Regions from separate parts of the Zea mays genome. Here regions 1, 2, 3 and 4 are each linked to region 5. A link is a contact called in public Hi-C data. All regions are on one chromosome and are shown on one strand. The core of a region is the stretch at or near the end of the contact, and the rest is flanking DNA. Distances in the headings are between cores, read along the strand shown.

What was found. Hi-C and Micro-C count contacts between places; a contact is called where the count stands out from the background.
Region 1: a Hi-C map of tassel shows a contact between it and region 5, with 5 times the contacts expected there. The contact joins the promoter of LOC103630698 here to the promoter of LOC100193856 in region 5. A contact is called at or near these places in 12 of 25 Hi-C or Micro-C datasets (bundle sheath, ear, leaf and 3 more) and 1 of 3 datasets of contacts at active chromatin or transcription factors (seedling).
Region 2: a contact with region 5 is called in a Hi-C map of ear, with 1.7 times the contacts expected there. The contact joins the promoter of LOC100282594 here to the promoter of LOC100193856 in region 5. A contact is called at or near these places in 3 of 25 Hi-C or Micro-C datasets (ear, leaf and tassel).
Region 3: a contact with region 5 is called in a Hi-C map of endosperm, with 2.1 times the contacts expected there. The contact joins the promoter of LOC100273726 here to the promoter of LOC100193856 in region 5. A contact is called at or near these places in 7 of 25 Hi-C or Micro-C datasets (bundle sheath, ear, endosperm and 3 more).
Region 4: a Hi-C map of ear shows a contact between it and region 5, with 3 times the contacts expected there. The contact joins the promoter of LOC100194118 here to the promoter of LOC100193856 in region 5. A contact is called at or near these places in 8 of 25 Hi-C or Micro-C datasets (bundle sheath, ear, endosperm and 3 more).

The regions. Positions count from the first base shown.
Region 1 is chr6:174,297,383-174,300,898 of Zm-B73-REFERENCE-NAM-5.0, reverse strand. LOC103630698 (CRM-domain containing factor CFM3, chloroplastic/mitochondrial-like) reads left to right here and starts at 1,502. Exons shown (of 9, transcript XM_008651752.4): 1 at 1,502-2,412; 2 at 2,633-3,110; 3 at 3,205-3,335. The coding sequence starts at 1,660.
Region 2 is chr6:174,713,644-174,717,133 of Zm-B73-REFERENCE-NAM-5.0, reverse strand. It overlaps LOC100282594 (Serine/threonine protein phosphatase 2A 57 kDa regulatory subunit B'), which reads right to left and starts at 1,593. Exons shown (of 3, transcript NM_001353132.1): 1 at 1,272-1,593; 2 at 1-1,171. The coding sequence starts at 997.
Region 3 is chr6:174,211,934-174,215,371 of Zm-B73-REFERENCE-NAM-5.0, reverse strand. It overlaps LOC100273726, which reads right to left and starts at 1,628. Exons shown (of 6, transcript NM_001148136.1): 1 at 1,529-1,628; 2 at 454-714; 3 at 240-346; 4 at 1-88. The coding sequence starts at 705. It overlaps LOC103630692 (zinc finger protein-related), which reads right to left. Exons shown (of 14, transcript XM_008651747.3): 12 at 3,361-3,420; 13 at 2,990-3,061; 14 at 2,544-2,906. The coding sequence ends at 2,772.
Region 4 is chr6:174,639,162-174,642,374 of Zm-B73-REFERENCE-NAM-5.0, reverse strand. It overlaps LOC100194118, which reads right to left and starts at 1,257. Exons shown (of 4, transcript NM_001139171.2): 1 at 1,036-1,257; 2 at 823-916; 3 at 207-416. The coding sequence starts at 1,134. It overlaps LOC100283193 (phosphatidylserine synthase 2), which reads right to left. Exons shown (of 13, transcript NM_001156095.1): 11 at 2,489-2,742; 12 at 2,295-2,383; 13 at 1,756-2,188. The coding sequence ends at 2,061.
Region 5 is chr6:174,462,107-174,465,735 of Zm-B73-REFERENCE-NAM-5.0, reverse strand. It overlaps LOC100193856 (RING/FYVE/PHD zinc finger superfamily protein), which reads right to left and starts at 1,331. Exons shown (of 7, transcript NM_001138937.1): 1 at 924-1,331; 2 at 721-792; 3 at 545-612; 4 at 304-430; 5 at 137-217; 6 at 1-31. The coding sequence starts at 1,136. LOC103630699 reads right to left here. Exons shown (of 4, transcript XM_020539644.2): 3 at 3,604-3,629; 4 at 2,238-3,201. The coding sequence ends at 2,479.

The DNA of each region.
Region 1 (3,516 bases), core at 253-2,752, 170 kb after region 5:
GTACACAACAGTTACATAACTGGACATCATCACATTGTGCTCAAACAATGACATAAAATAGGGTATAATAGTCGATTACATCATGATGTCCGAGACATCCACATAGTCTTTAACAATAATCAAAGTGCGGAAAAGAAACGTAGATACACACGGCCTACAGAGGCAGCCGACTGGGGGTTTGCCGCCAACCCACGCCTAGAACTCATCGTACTCTTGGAACTCCTGGAAGTCCTCCTCCACAACTTCATCTTCACCTGAGCAGTGGTTGCAACACGGACAACCTGGGGGGGTTTGGTGTGTAAAGCAAGGGTGAGTACACATCAACATACTCAGCAAAATGTCCCGTTTGGCTGTAGTGGACTAGCTTTATGTGGAGTTAAGCAAGCAGTTGCTTTTAGTTGGTCAGGTTATTATTTACTAGTAGAAAGCCAGGTTTTAGCATTAACCCAAGTTATTAACCCGATGTACCCTTTCCAAACGAAAAGAATACCACTTACCAGTACCATAGGCATAACCAAAACCATCGTCCTCGTCACCTCCTGTAAACCATACATCTCTGATCAAGTATCTCTAATCAATGGAGCTCCCTTGGCCGCTCATAACCATGAGCACGGTTGATATATCAGTTTCATAACACTCTGCAGAGGTTGCACACTTTACCCACAAGCCGTGATTCCCTCTTGCCTCGGGCCGATCAAACCCTTAAACACTACCAAGGTGAATAGGTAGGGTTTCACTACGTAGCCTTTACAAAGATTTCCTGGGGCTGTAGCCACCCGTTAGGTTTCCTAAATGCACCGCACTCCTCCCCAAGGGGGCGAACCAACCTTGGCAGAGCGAGCCGCATACACCGAGCCCCATTAACGGCACGACGGCGAAGCGAACTACACCTCAGTTCCTCTAATTATTCAGCTAAGGGCGTCCCACTACACCCTCATGGTTGCACTGTTTTCCCGGGCGGTCATCCAACGAATAGGTCCTTACGGAGAGGCACTCGAGAAACAGCTCGAGCCCCCTAAATCTCACAGTACCATCATCATAATCAAAAGAGAAAACAGCGTATCATAGATAATCTCATCATGTTCATTGATTAATGTGAAGCGCTAGCATAAAGCTAAAATAAAATAACCCAACCAAAATAGGTAACCAAGGACAAGATAGACAAAAGCTACTCAATTCTTAGGTATAAACTGTGTAAATGCGGGGAATGAATTATAAGAATGAGTAGGACATAGATGGGTCAAGGGACTTGCCTTCACCAACCGACTGCTGCTCAGGGTCTTCACCTGCAACTCCTTCGGACTCCGCCAACTGACCGTTATCTATACGAGATCAAACATACATTCCACACATTTAATACAAAGAACAATACATTTAGATATCATAGTAGTTGACTGATCATGGAATATCCAGACATCATAATAGTCGATTGATCAAGAAACAAAACTGCAATTGTCATTAGAATGTAAATAATTTTACACACACATACACGGACCGAAGAAGGGGAAAAAAAGAAAAAGAAAAGAGGAAAATCCTCTCCGGTGTCCTGTCCTCTCCCCTTATCCGCCACCAGCAAGGCCAAAACCCGACACGCCTTCTCACCCCAAATCCATGGCGCCACCGGGCTAAAAACCCCAACCGCCGGTCCGCCCTCGCTCCATGGCGCTCTCCGAGCTCCCGCTCCACCACTCCTTCCGCCTCTCGTCCCGCCCCAGCATCCACAGCCTCCTCCCGCTCCGCCTCCTCTCCTCTTCCTCTTCCTCGTCCTCCGCCGCCGCGGCTTCGGCCTCCTCCCCTTCCTCCACCGGTGGCAATCGCGCGGCCCCCAGCACCGGCGCTCCGTGGCTGCAGAGGTGGGCGCCCTCCGACCCCTCCCGTCCCGCCCCAGCTCCGGCTCCCATCCCGTCCCCGACCACGTCCATAGACCGCATCGTCCACCGCCTCCGCAACCTCGGCCTCGCCTCCGACGAAGACGACCCCTCTGCCTCCGCCTCCGCCTCCGCTGCCACGGCCGCCGCACCCCCGGACGGCACCGAACGCCTCGGCGACCTGCTCCACCGCGGCTGGGCGCGGCCCGACCACCAGTTCGCGGCCGCGGGCTTCGACGATGCCGTCCTCCCGTGGGAGAGAGACGACGAGACCACGGGGCCGGTGAGGGACGAGGAGGATGGGACCAAGAGGAGACGGGTCAAGGCGCCCACGCTGGCCGAGCTCACCATCGAGGACGGGGAGCTGCGCCGGCTGCGCAGGTTGGGGATGACGCTTCGCGACCGCATCACCGTGCCCAAGGCTGGAGTCACCACGGCCGTCACGGAGAAGATCCATGACGCCTGGAGGAAGTCGGAGCTGGTCCGGCTCAAGTTCCACGAGGACCTCGCGCACGACATGAAGACAGCTCATGAGCTCGTAGAGGTTTGCACCATTTTGCCCCTGCCCTAGTGCCCTCTATCTCTGATCTCAAATTATGTGTCACTTGCAGCTTGTTCCTCAATACCGATTAGTTTAGTGATGCGACAGTGGCAATTTAACCTGCATTGCATTTTCCAATTTACGGTGAATTTGAGTCCCACTTGGCGTTATTGTTTGTCTTTCAAAAATGGATTCCTAACACAAGTTTGTGTGCATTGATCAGCGACGCACAGGCGGATTGATCATATGGAGGTCTGGAAGTGTAATGGTGGTTTACCGAGGGAGCAATTACAAAAGGCCTCTGAAATCTCAGGCTCTAAATGGTGCCTCATCACCAGTGAAGGGCGAAGATGGTGCATTGTTCATCCCAGATGCCTCCAACCCTGTTGAGAGTAATATTCAGGGGACAGGTCTGGCTACACAGTATGCAAACGTGTCCCTATTGAACTCACAGAATACTGAGGACATGACGGAGGAAGAGCTGGAGTTCAACCAGATGCTTGATGAGCTGGGTCCTCGTTTTGTGGATTGGTGGGGAACTGGTATTTTACCAGTGGATGCCGACTTGTTGCCTCAAACAATCCCTGGTTATAAAACACCGTATAGAGTTCTTCCGACTGGAATGCGTTCGACCCTTACCAATGCAGAGCTGACTAACTTGCGAAAGTTAGCGAGGAACCTTCCATGCCATTTTGCTCTAGGTACCTTTGACAGTGTCAATATTACTTTTGCCTGTAATAGCTTTTACCAATTGGCAGCAAATGCCTTCTTATAGCTTGCTAAACTTCATTGAAGGGAGAAACCGGAACCATCAAGGTCTGTCAGCAGCAATTGTTAAGCTCTGGGAGAAGAGCTTGGTGGTGAAAATAGCTGTCAAACGTGGAATACAGAACACAAATAATAAAATAATGGCAGAAGAAATAAAGGTTTGAATGTCATATTCTGATTTTTCCTCATTGACTTGACATGGCCACTTGTCAACTTTTTTTCTGAAGGAATCTTGAAAAATAGTTATTAACAGTTTATAGCTTTGTTACAAAGCCCTGAATATCATACAGACACACTCGTGTTATTTAAGGCAACCAAGAGTCAAATGTTATTCCAAAT
Region 2 (3,490 bases), core at 344-2,843, 250 kb before region 5:
TCGGCCAATATCTTAACAAACCAATTATCACTGAGCTTGCAAGCTTTGGGTCCTTTTCCAGAAACTGTGTTACACAGTAGGTCAACTGCTGAAGATACACACCAACAGATTTTGGTTTGTGTAAAGGAATCAGAACTCTCCAAAGAAAGATCTTGTGTTCTTCTTTCAGAGGCAATGCAAACCCACTAATGACACTGCCAAAGACCTCCAGCAGCTCCGCGATCCCATTGTGCCGATCAGTCTCAAAGACAAACTGGTAAAATATGTTGCTCACTGCTTTGCGGATGAAAGGACGGTGTACCATGAACTTCCCATATACCCTGTGCAGAATAGTTTTCAAGCAATCCCTCTCTCTTGGATCCTCGGAGTCAAGAAGATTAAGGAGCTTCACGATGAATGAGTGATCAAAGTGCTTCTTCCCTACCTTCGCGTCCAAGGACGAGGATCCGATAAATTTCAGCAGCAGCTCATAAACAAGCTGCAGGTGGCACCACGCGGGGTCGAACATTGGCTCTTCCTCGTCGCCCTCACCACCACCTGATGAGCCAGATCTGCAACTCGGAGGGAACGCCCGGAACAGGTTGATGGCACACATCCTAGAGCAGGCCGCGATGGCTGCCTCCGAGAAGCGAGCGTTGGTCGACTCGACAAACTCTATAAGATCCAGCAATGCCTGCCTCTTGATATCCTTCTCCACTGAGCTCTTGTTCGGGTCCGAGAAATCGAAGACGACGCAGCACAGGCTCAGCTTGCTGACGAACAGGTTCTGCTTCTCCGAGTTGGGGACATCCTTGAACGAGACCAGCGGCTCGATACCGGCCACGACACTCGAGGGGAAGACGGCGGATGACATGCGCCGGATGGCGGAGGCCGGGCGGCCGGGCGGGATGCTCCCGCAGCTGCTCGTGCGCTGTATACCGGTGCCATTGCTGCACTGGCCCGAATCCCCGCAGGCCGGCGACTTCCGGGGCAGCTTGCTGAGGAGCTGCTTCCACATCTTGCGCAAAACCTTGACGGGTTCGTCACACCAATACCATGGCAACAGTAAGCCTTTCCACTGTCACGCCAGCACTAGCACGGGAACGGAGCAAGAAGCAGGATTACTCGCCAAAATATATACTACAGCTCTACCTCTACGTTTAAAGCGGCGGCAAGACTCCTCCGTAGATTTCTGGCACAGAAAAAACACAGCCCGAGAAAATGCAGCTAAATCTGGACCACGCTGAAGCAAACCAACCGAAGAAAAAGTATGAGCAAACCCGAAAACCCACCAGAGCTGAACGGACCCGCCTTGAAACCTCGAGCGAGAAGAGGAGGAGGAGGAATGGCAGCCGCCAGCCAATCTGGAGCTAGAGCGAAGGCCGTCACCACGGGAAGGCTGGGTTTCGCTCGGATCTGAGGCTCCCGGCCACGCGCTCGCCGGATCCAGGCGGCGTGGCGCTGGCGCGGCAGGTGGAGGAAGCGGAGACGGGAGAGGAGCTAGCACGGGGCGACGGCGAGCATGGGAGGCATTGGGAACCGGATCGAAATCTGCAGCGCCGCGCTTTGTCCGCTTCTCGGGACGGGATGAGAGAGAGAGAGAGAGAGAGGGCGAGGAGTGGAGGAGGGGAGGGCTGTGCCTGTTTGCTGTTTCTTGCGGGGAATGGTTTGTTTATCACGGGGCATGTACGGACAAAGAAGCAATTAAAGTGACGGTCTGCGGTGTACGGCTCACGAGGCCCGTGCAGATAGATGAAGCGAAATCTCATCACCCCAAATCCGGTGGCGGGGGCTTTGTCTACAGCTCTCCTAACTCTAATCCAAGAAAAAAACGGATCTAGGTTTTTTTTCTTTCAGAGAAAACTGTGTTCTTTTTTTTCATTTTGCACCCTAACGTATGGGGCCCAGGTGGCAATGAGACAAGAAGCGAGGTGGATTCACAGCTTCTGTATCGAAGAGGATCCTGGCTTTACTTGGGAATTGCTCCCGCTTTGTCGACGATTAAACGGGCGTAATTGCGCAGGAACGCAGGGGTGCATGTGCAAACCGCAGGCTTTAATCGGCGGTCCGGCGCCCCCGTCCTTGGGTGGGCACGGCGCTTTAATTCGAAAGGAGACGTGGTCACGGGCGGGGAGGGATTATCCCGGCCGTCCGTCGGCCGGGTGCGGGGACGGAGGGGGCAGATGGGTCGGCCGCGCCCGCGTACCGTGTGACCTCAGCGGCGGCCGTGCGGTGGGCCGGACCAGCAGCCCCGGCTGGCCGGCTCCGTCGCTGTCCCGCCGCAGGGGGCCTGCCGGCCGCGCTGCAGCGACGAGACTGTGCTTGCCTGTAGTTGGCCGCGGGCTCGGCTCGGCGTCGGGAGAGCGTGGCAGCAGACACTCGGCATGTGCGGAACCAGCGCCCATCCGTCACAGTTGTGCAATGAGAGGGTGCAGTGCAGTGCAGGCATACTCATGCAAAAACAATCACGGAACACGAGCTCCTCCGGCAATTCTTCAGTTCTGACCGTCTTGGCAACTCCGGTCCAGGGCCTCCATCATGCACGCATTCATGCCTAGTTAGTAGTGTGACAGATGACTGATTCGAACGCTCATTGCCCTCATTATATTGGCGCCATGGTCCCTGCCCAGTACTTGTAAAGGACATTTGCTGAACGAGGCGTAGGCTACCGTCACAAAGGCGCAGTGCTTAGGGCGACTGTACACCTTTTCTATAAGGCTATTGTTGGGGACTTGTTCTCAAATGCTAAGAATTAAGAACAAGGCAACATAGAAAATGTTAAGTGTAAAAGTCCTTCGTCCTCCATAACATTATATCCCTTTGGGATATAAAGCATCTCGGACGAAGGTTACGAAGGACGTAGCTTCGTAAGCGTGACAATGAGGAACGAAGCATTCATATAAATCATGAGATATGAAAATACTTAAATGTTATCATAAAATCATCTCCATTTTTATTATTATAAACGAATGTAAATGACTCCAAATTACAAATGTACCTTCGGTCTTGAAGAATACAAGTGTGATGTGAAGGCAAATGACAGGTTCGTGTGTCCAGTACGGGGGTACTGTTCATCTATTTATAGACACAGGACGCAGCCTGTGACGAATTATAATTATGCCCTTTACAAAAGTTTACAACATTATCTTAGACCTCTATGGATAAAAAGGTCATTCTATCTTTATGTCGGTTTGCAACGCCGAAGCTCTATAAAAAGGAACCTTCGGCCATTTCCTGGGGACGATTTCAGCCGAAGCTGCTTCTTCACGCAAGACCTTCGGCGCAACGAAGCATGGCCCCAACAGCTATCCACACTCGTTCTTAGGGATAAAACGGTTTCAGAATTTTTCGGAATTTCGGAAACCGGTTTCGAAATTTTTCGATCGGATTCACCGGTAACGGTATTTTTTGAAAACGGAATCGATTTTCGGAATTTTCTATCGGTATTGGAATCGGTGTGGTGTTTTACCGACCGTTTCCTTCAGTTACCGGTTTTTTGTCGGAAATTACC
Region 3 (3,438 bases), core at 379-2,878, 250 kb after region 5:
GATGTCAGCACAAGTCATCAGTGCTGTTTTGCATACAGCACTTCTTGGGTTCTTCACAGATTTCACGATAAGAGGAACTAGAGGCTCCCTGCATTCAAACAGTTCGTGCTAAACAATTAGCAAAGGAGATATGATATTCTCTGTCATTGGCATGGATAAGTGGTTCCAAAAGATATGTGAAGAATTTTCCAACGGGGAAACACATTTCTTGTGCATATAATATGATGGAAACAACTTACAGCAGCTCCTGCAATCTTTCCTTGTGATACATCGCCAACTGACGAACATTGTTGAGAGCTTCACATGTCATAACCCAGTCCTTTGAATCCAACCTTTTAACTAAGGTCTGTTGAAAAAGTAGAAACAATAAAACTTAGCTTTGACTAGAACTAAAAACAAAGAGAAACCAATCTGTCCAATAAAATATCACAAATATGCAAACAGGTGCCATACACATAGAGCTGCATCAACATCTGGTAGATCCACTAGATTCTCAGAATCAATGTACTCCACGTCTGCATTTCCAGCCTCGTTTCCATTTGTCACAGCGCCAGGGCAACAAGACGGAACATTTTGTTCCTTGTTGGCACATTTGTTGCCATTCAACACAGGCTTGCTAATGCAGGATTTCACAGAATTGTCATTTCCATTCTCCACGTCTTTTGATTGAGAAACATTGGGTTCTTTCAAAGAGCTTGTTGACATTTTCACGCCCTACATGGGTTATTCACAGAAAAAAAGGCACTTAAGAAAAAAAATGAACAAAATCCAGGCCCTCCCTACAGGTACAGATTAATAAAATAGGTTAGAGTATCTCTGGTGATTATGTGGAACGCTGTCCATACTAAATCGACAGTCCATAGTGCAGTCAACCAGTCCATGGAACAAGGGTCGAGGAATAAAACAACAGTGCAAAAACATAATTAATGGAAGCCGAAATTTAGATGGTTCCGCCGCACCAATAATCATCGGATGCACACTCAATAATCAAGGCACAAAAGCACACTCAAACATCAAGGCACAAAAGCACACTCAATGACAAATGATAATCTAATCACCGACGAGATCTCACCACGTTAAATTCTACAAGTAATAGATCTCATCGAGGCTTAAGGCCAGGACGACTTAGCCTACAGTGACCGGCACACTCAAGCAGTACCCACAAAGGTTTGGTAACTTATCAGCAACAGTGCCACAGGTGGAAACGTAGAACCTAACCGAACCACGCAGCACATAAATCTATCTAGAAGTAACAGAATGTGCAGGAGAATGAACTGGATTCAATCAGCCCACAGCCACAGCGAAGTGGTAAAAAACCACTACCATTACACAGGCCAGACCCAGAAAGGGACATGGGTCATCGGCGTACACTTGCACACACAGTATTCCTTGCAAAGGAACCAGGTAGTACGAATGCGTACAGTTGTAAGTAGATCAGATCCAAATACAGAAAGCCAAATAGTTAAGGCTAGGGTTCCAGTTTTATCGGTTCCGCGCAGAAGGAGCGGAAGAGAGAGGGTGCGCATACCTGGTGAGTGCTCGTCGCCGGCGAAGGTCTGGCGAAGCGCGTCGGCGGTCGCTGCACGAGAGAGAGAGAGAGGCAGAGCACACGCCGGGTGAACGGAGAAGAGGCGTTGAACTGGTGAGGACAGGGTGTTTTTTCTTTCTTTTTCGCTTTGATGTCAATTTTGTCATTGTCTTTTTACAAATAGATCCCTGGCAGGCTGGCAGTAGTGGCAGTGGCAGAAGTATTTCACAATACCTAGATTTTGTACCATGTGTTTGGTTCCTGTACATGGGCCAAGCCCAATACAGTTTAAAGGCGCGCAGGCCCAAACCACGACCCACTCTCTAATGCTATTACATGGCCGGGGCTAGGTCAAGGTCATCAAACCTGTATCCTTTTTTCATTTTTACGTTTAAACATATTCGAAATCTCAAAACGATACGACCGCCGCCACGGCAATGCAGGTCAGCTCAACGTTACATACTTACATATACACGGCCATTGTGGGCACGAAGGCACGCACACAAGGTGGCATCGCCTGTTAAGAGCCCAAGGTCAGTGTCCAGCAGGAACAAGGCTCGGCTGATCGAAGCAGCAGTCAAGTTTCTGAAACCTGGCCTGCAGTCCAGGAATCGCCGCCTCTTGGAGACACGCGTATTTGGAGTATCCATGCAGCAGCAGCAGCGGTGATAGTGCGCCCGGTGCTGCTGCTGACTACGTAATGTGTCCGATCAATTCGTAAGAGATATGTGACACGTTGGCATACCAAAAAAAAATATTAGGTGCTCGCAATCTAGGATCTCTGGGTCTCTGGAAGATTCTACTTGTGGTCAGAGGACTGAAGAGGATACTTCATACTTGTAAGAAGAGCATTCCAAGTAAAAGATCAGACGAGAATGTACCATGTCAATCGCAACCTGAGTATTTATTTGCTCTTCAGCTCAACTGAGTCGGCTTGAGTTGGGGACAGTGTTCAGAAGGTCTCCAACTGTATCGCTGATACAAACCGAGATGTTCCCAGGAAACAGCTGAAGGGCAACACAGGAAATATATGAGCGAATATATTTCAAATCGTAGAAATACAGTTAGTTTGGGACGGGAGCGAGTAATTCTCAGACTCCTCATGTGCACAGTCACTTTTTCCTCATAATACATCCAGGTGGGGTTCCTCCCCCAGTTCACTCTATAAAAAAACTATCACACCTACGGTCACAAGGTTTCTACCCCGTCGATATATATATACAAATGGATTGCATAAAAGAAATTATAGAGGGCGAGAACACTCTGCCGTATCAGTCTTGATAACTCTGGTGTTGTAAGAACCACAGAAACCACACTTGTGGTAGAGCCAATGAAACCGTGACCTGCCTTTTCTCTCGCAGTCGTTACACAGTATATCCTGAAACAGCCACGCAACGATGATAAACGTAATGTGAGCTATATGAATGAAATAATGAAACCGGGACTGCGATAATGGTTTACCTGGCACCGGTCCTGGTATTCCTCAGGAAGCTGTTCTGCAGCCAGCAAACCATCAAGCATGCCAAAATACACCTTCAGAAACAAAAACGTCACATTAGCTATTTTACTGGACTGGAGAAAAGCGCAAACCGCTGTAGGACTTATGTATCGTCGAGAACTGTGAGCAGAATAACATGTCCAAAACTAAGATCAACTATAATTTGGAATGTACGGAGTATTGATCTTCAAGCCTACAAGGGTCCTTGGTCACCCCTCAAATTATTTTGGAGAAGAGAGAGCGCAATAATAGTATGCCTATGGACTGCCAACGGCAGAACAAACCGAAATGGCGAACGCAAAATAACTCCTTATGCTTAAGCGGCGTAGTTTACCGTCATATCTCCCAAGGATTTGCAGCAGATTGGACAAGTGTAGTGGGTACAAGTATATGCCTGAAATAGTAAGGTCGA
Region 4 (3,213 bases), core at 8-2,507, 180 kb before region 5:
GCAACCAACAAAGTTAAAATGACACATGCTTCCCCTCACTTCAAATATGTGGAATTCAAATCAGCAAATTCACTCAAGTGACTATTTCTTCAGCAAGATTGCTTTACACTAAATTATGACTGATGTCTTCCAAATAAAAGAATCAGCAGGGTTGATCGGAAGGCATTGTTACATACAACAGCACCTTGGCAGGTTTTTTTACATACCATAAGCAGAGACAGCATGCTTGAACAATGAGAAGCTAGAGTCAACCACGTCTTTTGCAGACCCAAAGATGGACTTGTGTAGAGTAGGCCCAGCACCGACCATGCTTCCGTGGCAAACCAAAAGAAATCCCTGTAGGATGTTGAAATAAGCAACGATGTTCTCTTTGAGGGTCTCTACATCAGGCAAGTCACCGCTCCAGAGCATTCCAGCTGCAGCATAAGACAAACATCGGCCAAAAACCATAAATGCCAAGTCGCATCACCAACGAAACAGTATCGATTTACTGCAACCAGATGGAAGGTGTATACTAATGACCCAAAGGTAGCTAAAACAAATTGCCAAATACCTATAGAGCTAACACAGATACTCACATACATTCATGTTCATCAAAGAGATTATACAGACTCTGGTAACTGCAAAGTGCCCAGTTAATTCCAATACCGGAATCTGACCCCTCATGGGCGTATTAGTTCAGACAGAACAAACCTGTCAAACTTTAAGCTGAAAACACCACGTACATCCAGCGAAATTCCCAATCAATTCAGCTACATATGCATGCTCCGGACAGCTAAGCTCGCGAAACTATTACATGAAATCGATCGATTTTGGACATACCGACGGTGGCCTGCCTGGAGACCTGGTCGCCGAGCTTAACGACCTCAGACCACTCCGTCCGCTCCAAGGCCCCCGGAGCCGACTCCGCCATCATCTGACAAACCAAACCAAGAGCAAGCAAACGTGTGAACCGCGCGGCGAGGTTATCGCGTGGGATGGTATCGGGGCTGCGCCAAGACCGCGGTTTGGTTGGGTCATGCTCGTACGCCGTACCTGGAAGGTGTCGCTAATGGTCTGGAGATGCGACTCCAGGAAGCGGGACAGCTCGCCGCCGCCCGCTGCTTTCTTCGCTCGTCCTACTTTCTTCGACATGGCGAGGGCCCTTGTGGTGCGTCGCGTTGGGGCTGGGAAGATGAGGGCGGCGCGAGCGGCGCGGAGGATCCGACCGGGACAGGAGGCGGCAGCGGCGGCGCGGGGTTTATGCGCGGTTAGGGCTGGAGCATCTGGACGATGACGTCGGAGTTGCGCGAGCCGTATAAGGCACATCAAGATTCGTGCGAGTAAACGTCTATACAATCTCACGATTCTCACCGCCACAAAAGGCTGCAAAACAGGCTTGTTAACTCGAGCATGGTTTGGAATTATTTATTACGACCAAAACTTTGGTCTTTGGGAATCCTGCTCCTGTCATTTGCAATGTGGATCCAGGCTATTCACTTCAAATTAAAGTTAGTTATTTGAATGTAATTCATAAAGATAAAAAAATTTGTAAAAGTCGAAGAACAAACCGGTACGAATTAAAGTAAGCGAACAGGCTTACTTCGCAAGCCAAAAAATATCCAAGACTTTCTACATAGTTTCTGTATTAGACGGTGCCGTATTAGACACCACTTCAAATCTCAGAGCAAACCTAGCTTTCAAATTTCTCTCTCACTTACAACGTAGCATAATTAATTTAGCATAATTACAAAGTGAATAAAGAATACACCATCCAAGATAATGATTGGTCATTCGTATTACAGAACTGTGCATTGTTGGCCCAGAATTAGTTTGGAACCAAAATATGCAGTGACCTTGCTTTAATAATTAATTACAACTGGTTATGATGTCGCGGTTATTTCAATTTATTAATCAATCTCATGTTGTCAACAATGCATGATCTATCGTGACAAACCAAGTTCCTGCCAGGGGCAGCAGAAAAATGGCCACCCCTAAAACGTAAGTTACATCACAAACCATATCAAATATGTACAACGCCTATATAAAATTCGAAAAAGAAAAGTAGCAAACTGAAACAATCAGAGCTGCTTTCTCCTGAACCTTTGGTGACTCCTCCATGACCACGAAAGCAAGAAAATCACGAGTGCAGTCCCGACCGAGCTCCAAAAGATGATCAGCCAGGTAGGCATCGGGTCATGAAACAGCCCTGCTCAGATTGCTGAACGTCAGGCAAACGGTTTGTAGAACATAGCCTTTTTTAACATATATATCAGATTTTATACTGATTTGACAAGTGAAAGAGGGAAGCTTACCATGCCCAAACTTCATGCAGATAAGCAGCTCCACTATGCATATAGCTAGAGAGAGCCAACAGAAGGCTCCAACCTTCTTCACCGGTTTCCTGTGATGACCAACGCCAGCACCAAATATTAGTAACCAATTTAAAATTTTCTAATGCTGGTCATGCGTGCTGTTGCTAACGAATGAATGACGCTCTTGGACTAACCTGTCTTGCAGGTAGGAGTTGTACTCGCGGATGGTTGGGATGGCGATCAGCCACCAGAGGATCAATCTGTACACGACCAAGGGGTTCCTTGGAGGGATCCAAAGGCAAAACTTAAGGAAGAATGTGTTAAGCTCCACGGTCATGAAGACAACGCAGAGGAACAGCACTTGGATGAACCGCAGTGGCCCCATGAAAGGATGCCACTGATCCTTGTCCCATTGAGCAGGAGTGAACTGGCTCAACGATCTTTTCACCTGCAAGCCAAACGAAGAGAGTAAAACTAGGCTGTTGGTCTGCACAAGTTACGTTCAAATTCAAATTTTAATATCAATCCACACTGAATTCTCAAGTTGCTAATGTTCAGGTGCTCCATGTGTTCCTGAAGAACTAACAACACAACTATTTCAGTTCGTTTTTGTCATAGCTTAACTAGAAATCTTCCTTCTGAAACAATTTCAAGCTCTTAACTATTCTGTTACTTATGATATGGCAGAAAAACCTCCAGCCAATCTCAATGATAGATACAATTGTTTTTGTCCTAGGACAACATATGGACGGGGCACCGGGCAAGCCTGATTACGAGTTTGGATGTCTGAAACAGATGCGACTATTCACATGTGGGTGCACTTTTACAAGATAACAGTGCATGCATAACTGTATGCAGAAAAATGAACTGTGAAGAAACTCGGGGTTCAATAATGACAAAGATCAGATTTAGACAGCAC
Region 5 (3,629 bases), core at 82-2,581:
TGACGATGGCCGCGGTTCTAAGCATCAGCAGCTGTTTTTTTTCCCAAGGAGGATGATTTGTGCTAGGTAGGTTAGACAAGCATCCACATGCGACGCACCTAGGTTTGCAAGGATGTGTTGTGATCCAGAGCCTTACCGTGACCACTGCAACGGTGTAGGCGTCTTGGTCACCCAGGAAGACGGAGACGGCGTCGCGGAAGACGAGGAGGACCATCAGCTGAATGAAGGGTGGACGTTTCAGAATGTCAACTCTTCTTTCTTTTGGACGAACAGGAAACCGGCCATGTACTGAACTGTACTTACAGCGATGGCGATTATGCGACAGCATAGTACGCCGGTAGGATCCGGCGTTTGGTCGTGTCCGTAGCCTGTCGACGTAGCGGAGTGATCCGCGTTCTGCATCGGCCGTGCTTGGATGTAGCCAGGAGCACTGCAGGTTGAGAAACGAGATAGATGGATGGATGGATGGATGGGTATACAATGCACTCCTGGTTAGCGGTCAGATTCGTTCTTGCGATAACAAGCCAAGTCCCAAGGCACCTACCTGAAGAAAAACGTGTTTCTTCCGCGCTGAAACAGCTTTGAAGAGGCAGTGTAGTTTGGCACAAATTGCTGCACGGCCGTGGATCACAAGATAGCAGTCAGTTTAGTTTCCTTTTTCTTTCTTTTTTTTTTCTTTTGGATGTGAAACACTATCTCAGCACTAGATTAGGATTTCACCTGCAAGCATATCTCACACACGGTGTCTCCCTTCTCGTCACACCACCGCTGAATGCATCTGCGATGGGCGTACTGCAACAGAACACATTATATTAACCCTCCGAAGTTCGAATTCCTGGAACTTTTCTCCCCTCGCTCCTCCAAAAACAATTGCTGAAACGGACTAGGATCGGATAAGCATGACGGCCGATGACGCGTTGTACCTTCAAGCTTCCCTTGCAGGAGCAAGGAGCCTCCATGCAGGCCTCGTCGCCGTCCTCCTGACAGATCCTGCACTCTACCAGCACACCGCTCGCCGGCCCCTCGTCTTGGGCAGACACACCGCGCGCAGCCGACGTGGTGGTAGAGGGCACGGCAGAGACGTCGTCGTCAGTGGCGGACCGAAGACTGGGCTCCGCGAGCGACCGGCCCGCCATCACCGCGGAGCGGCCTGCCGTCGTCGATCCCGGGAAGGAAGCTCGAGACGACGAACCGCCCGAGCGTAAGAATGGTAATGAAGACGGATGCAGACGGAATGGAAGGGGGCGGGGAAGAAGGGCAGCGCCAGCGGCGGGCAGGCTGAAGGGGAAGGCTTGCGGCGAGGGATTTGGATATCTGAAGCGCCGAGAGAATGCCGCAGGGAAGCAAGAGATGGAGTAGGCGGCTAGGCGCCTCTTTGGCACTGCTGAGTGCTGACAGTTGCTTGCTTCTCAAACATCTTACAACAAAATCGTTGGTGCATGCAGCGAACAAGGCACCGCCGGGGAATTCGGCGGCAAACCGATCGAGTGTTGATTGCTGCCTTAATAAATAAAGATATTCTTTCCCCACTAAAACACAAACAAGTTATAGTTAGAGAAATAATGGAGCCATACCATATCATTGCTCTAAGCGTTGTTCAAGCAAGCATTGTTCTGGTATCCGAATTACAACAAAATCGCATTAGCATTTTTGTATCCTGTTGATGCTGATAGGCTGGTATCCGGTATCCTCTTTCGCTTGTCGGTTTGTCATAAACCATGCGATTCTGGTTTGGTTTAGGGGTGGGGAAGTTGACAAGGGAAGAAAAGAAAGGTGTTGCATCATATGGATTAGAGCTCTGATGATACCTGCAGTCTCACCTTTCGTACACGTTTCCATGTCTTGTTACCAATATGTGGGGTCCTCCCCTCCTTAGTCATGCATGTTTCACGAGATGGTCGTCAGTAAAAAGCCATCCTAGTTTTGGAAATAATAGCTCACATTTTCAAAATTTAAACATTGGTAATATGCATGACTTGTTTTTTTTCTTCTTCGAGCCAACAGTGTTTTGCTCCCAATTACACGAAATTAGTTCATTGCTTGCCAGCTGTTCATTGCTCCCAGTTACACGGATTGTGATTTCATCATCTTTTTTTATATATATTTTGCTTCATCATTAGCTGTTCTACAACATGTTGGCGCATGACGGTTCCCCTATCAAAACAAAAACGAAGACTGATGTTTCTGTTCAGGGATAATTCACAAATTCATCTTGACAATGCCTCAACACATCATCATAACGACACAGTAAACAGTAAAATATTATTATATTGTTGGTATATGAGACCAGACCATTACATCACCAGTATCCACTACACCTAGCTACTTTCACTTCAGAAAACAATAAACCATGAGCCATCATATGGTTTATTACACCATAAACAATAAACCAGGCAAAATTCACTGTTGCTTTTCATTTTTTTTTCTTTTTTTGGAAAGAAACCACTATATTACACCCAAAAACATATATATATGAGGTCAATCTGTCTTCCACACCACAAGTGGCCCCATCTTCTGATGCTCGCACGGCCGAAGCTTGTTCATCGCTCGCCCCATCATCGCCATCGCTGCAATGCTTGGGAACCGACCTTCGAGTTCTTCAGATGGCCGGCCAGGCTTTGTTGCTTGCCTTCCCTGGCCTGGGCCTTCATGGAAAACAGGAGTGCCTCCCTGGCACCATCTTCCTATCCAGCTATTCACGCTCTTCGCTGGAATTGGGGTACTTTCTTGCTTTTCTTGCGTTTTTTCCACTTTATCCAAGCTCTGGTCCTCCATAACACAGTCAGTTGTTCCAGTGTCAGTCCTGTTGCAAGGAAGTGCCATGTCAAACGAACGATTTCTTTGCCTGAGTGGAGGGCTGCCTCCAACGTTTGGCCTCCTGGAACCAGGGATGTCAGGATCTGGTATGTCAGGCTGTAGGCGCTTGAGCCATCTGTCACTTGGCTCGGCACCTATTGGTGGTTGAATTCTACCAATGGAAATTTGATTTCTCATTCTGCTCATCTGGGAAAGTATCAGATCTAGGTTCGTGATTCCCGTTCCGGGCATGCATGATTGCTTACTACCAATAGTTGCTTTGGACCAAACATCATGACCTTCATTGACATTATGAAATCCATCTTCTTTACCGTATCCTGAATCTCCTCTCCTGGACGGAGCTACGAGCTGCTCACTTTTTGCTTCGTCCGTGCAACCATAGTCCTGTAGTACATTTATTGGTAATGAAAGAATCAGTACATAGATCTATCAACTGATACGGGTCCATAACTATGAGCAGAGCTTGAAATAATTATCATGTGAAACCAGTGAACATATATCCAAACCAACCTAAATATGATAAAATTCCAAGATTTTAACTAAAGAGCGTAAACACGAAAGATCTACTAACACTAAAAACCCATGCATCAAAATGCAGTTCTGACAATAAAATTTATAAGTCTTTTCAGGATTTTTTTCTTTCAAAACCATCCAAACAATAGAAAAACAGTTCCAAACCATATGCTGCTGTTTAGTTTTTAGTATCGAGCAATATAAGTAGTCCAGGAACACTCTTTATGCACAAGACAGGAGATAAGATTGCTGCAGATTATGGTACACTGATACCTTTTGTGCCGACAATGAAGCGATGC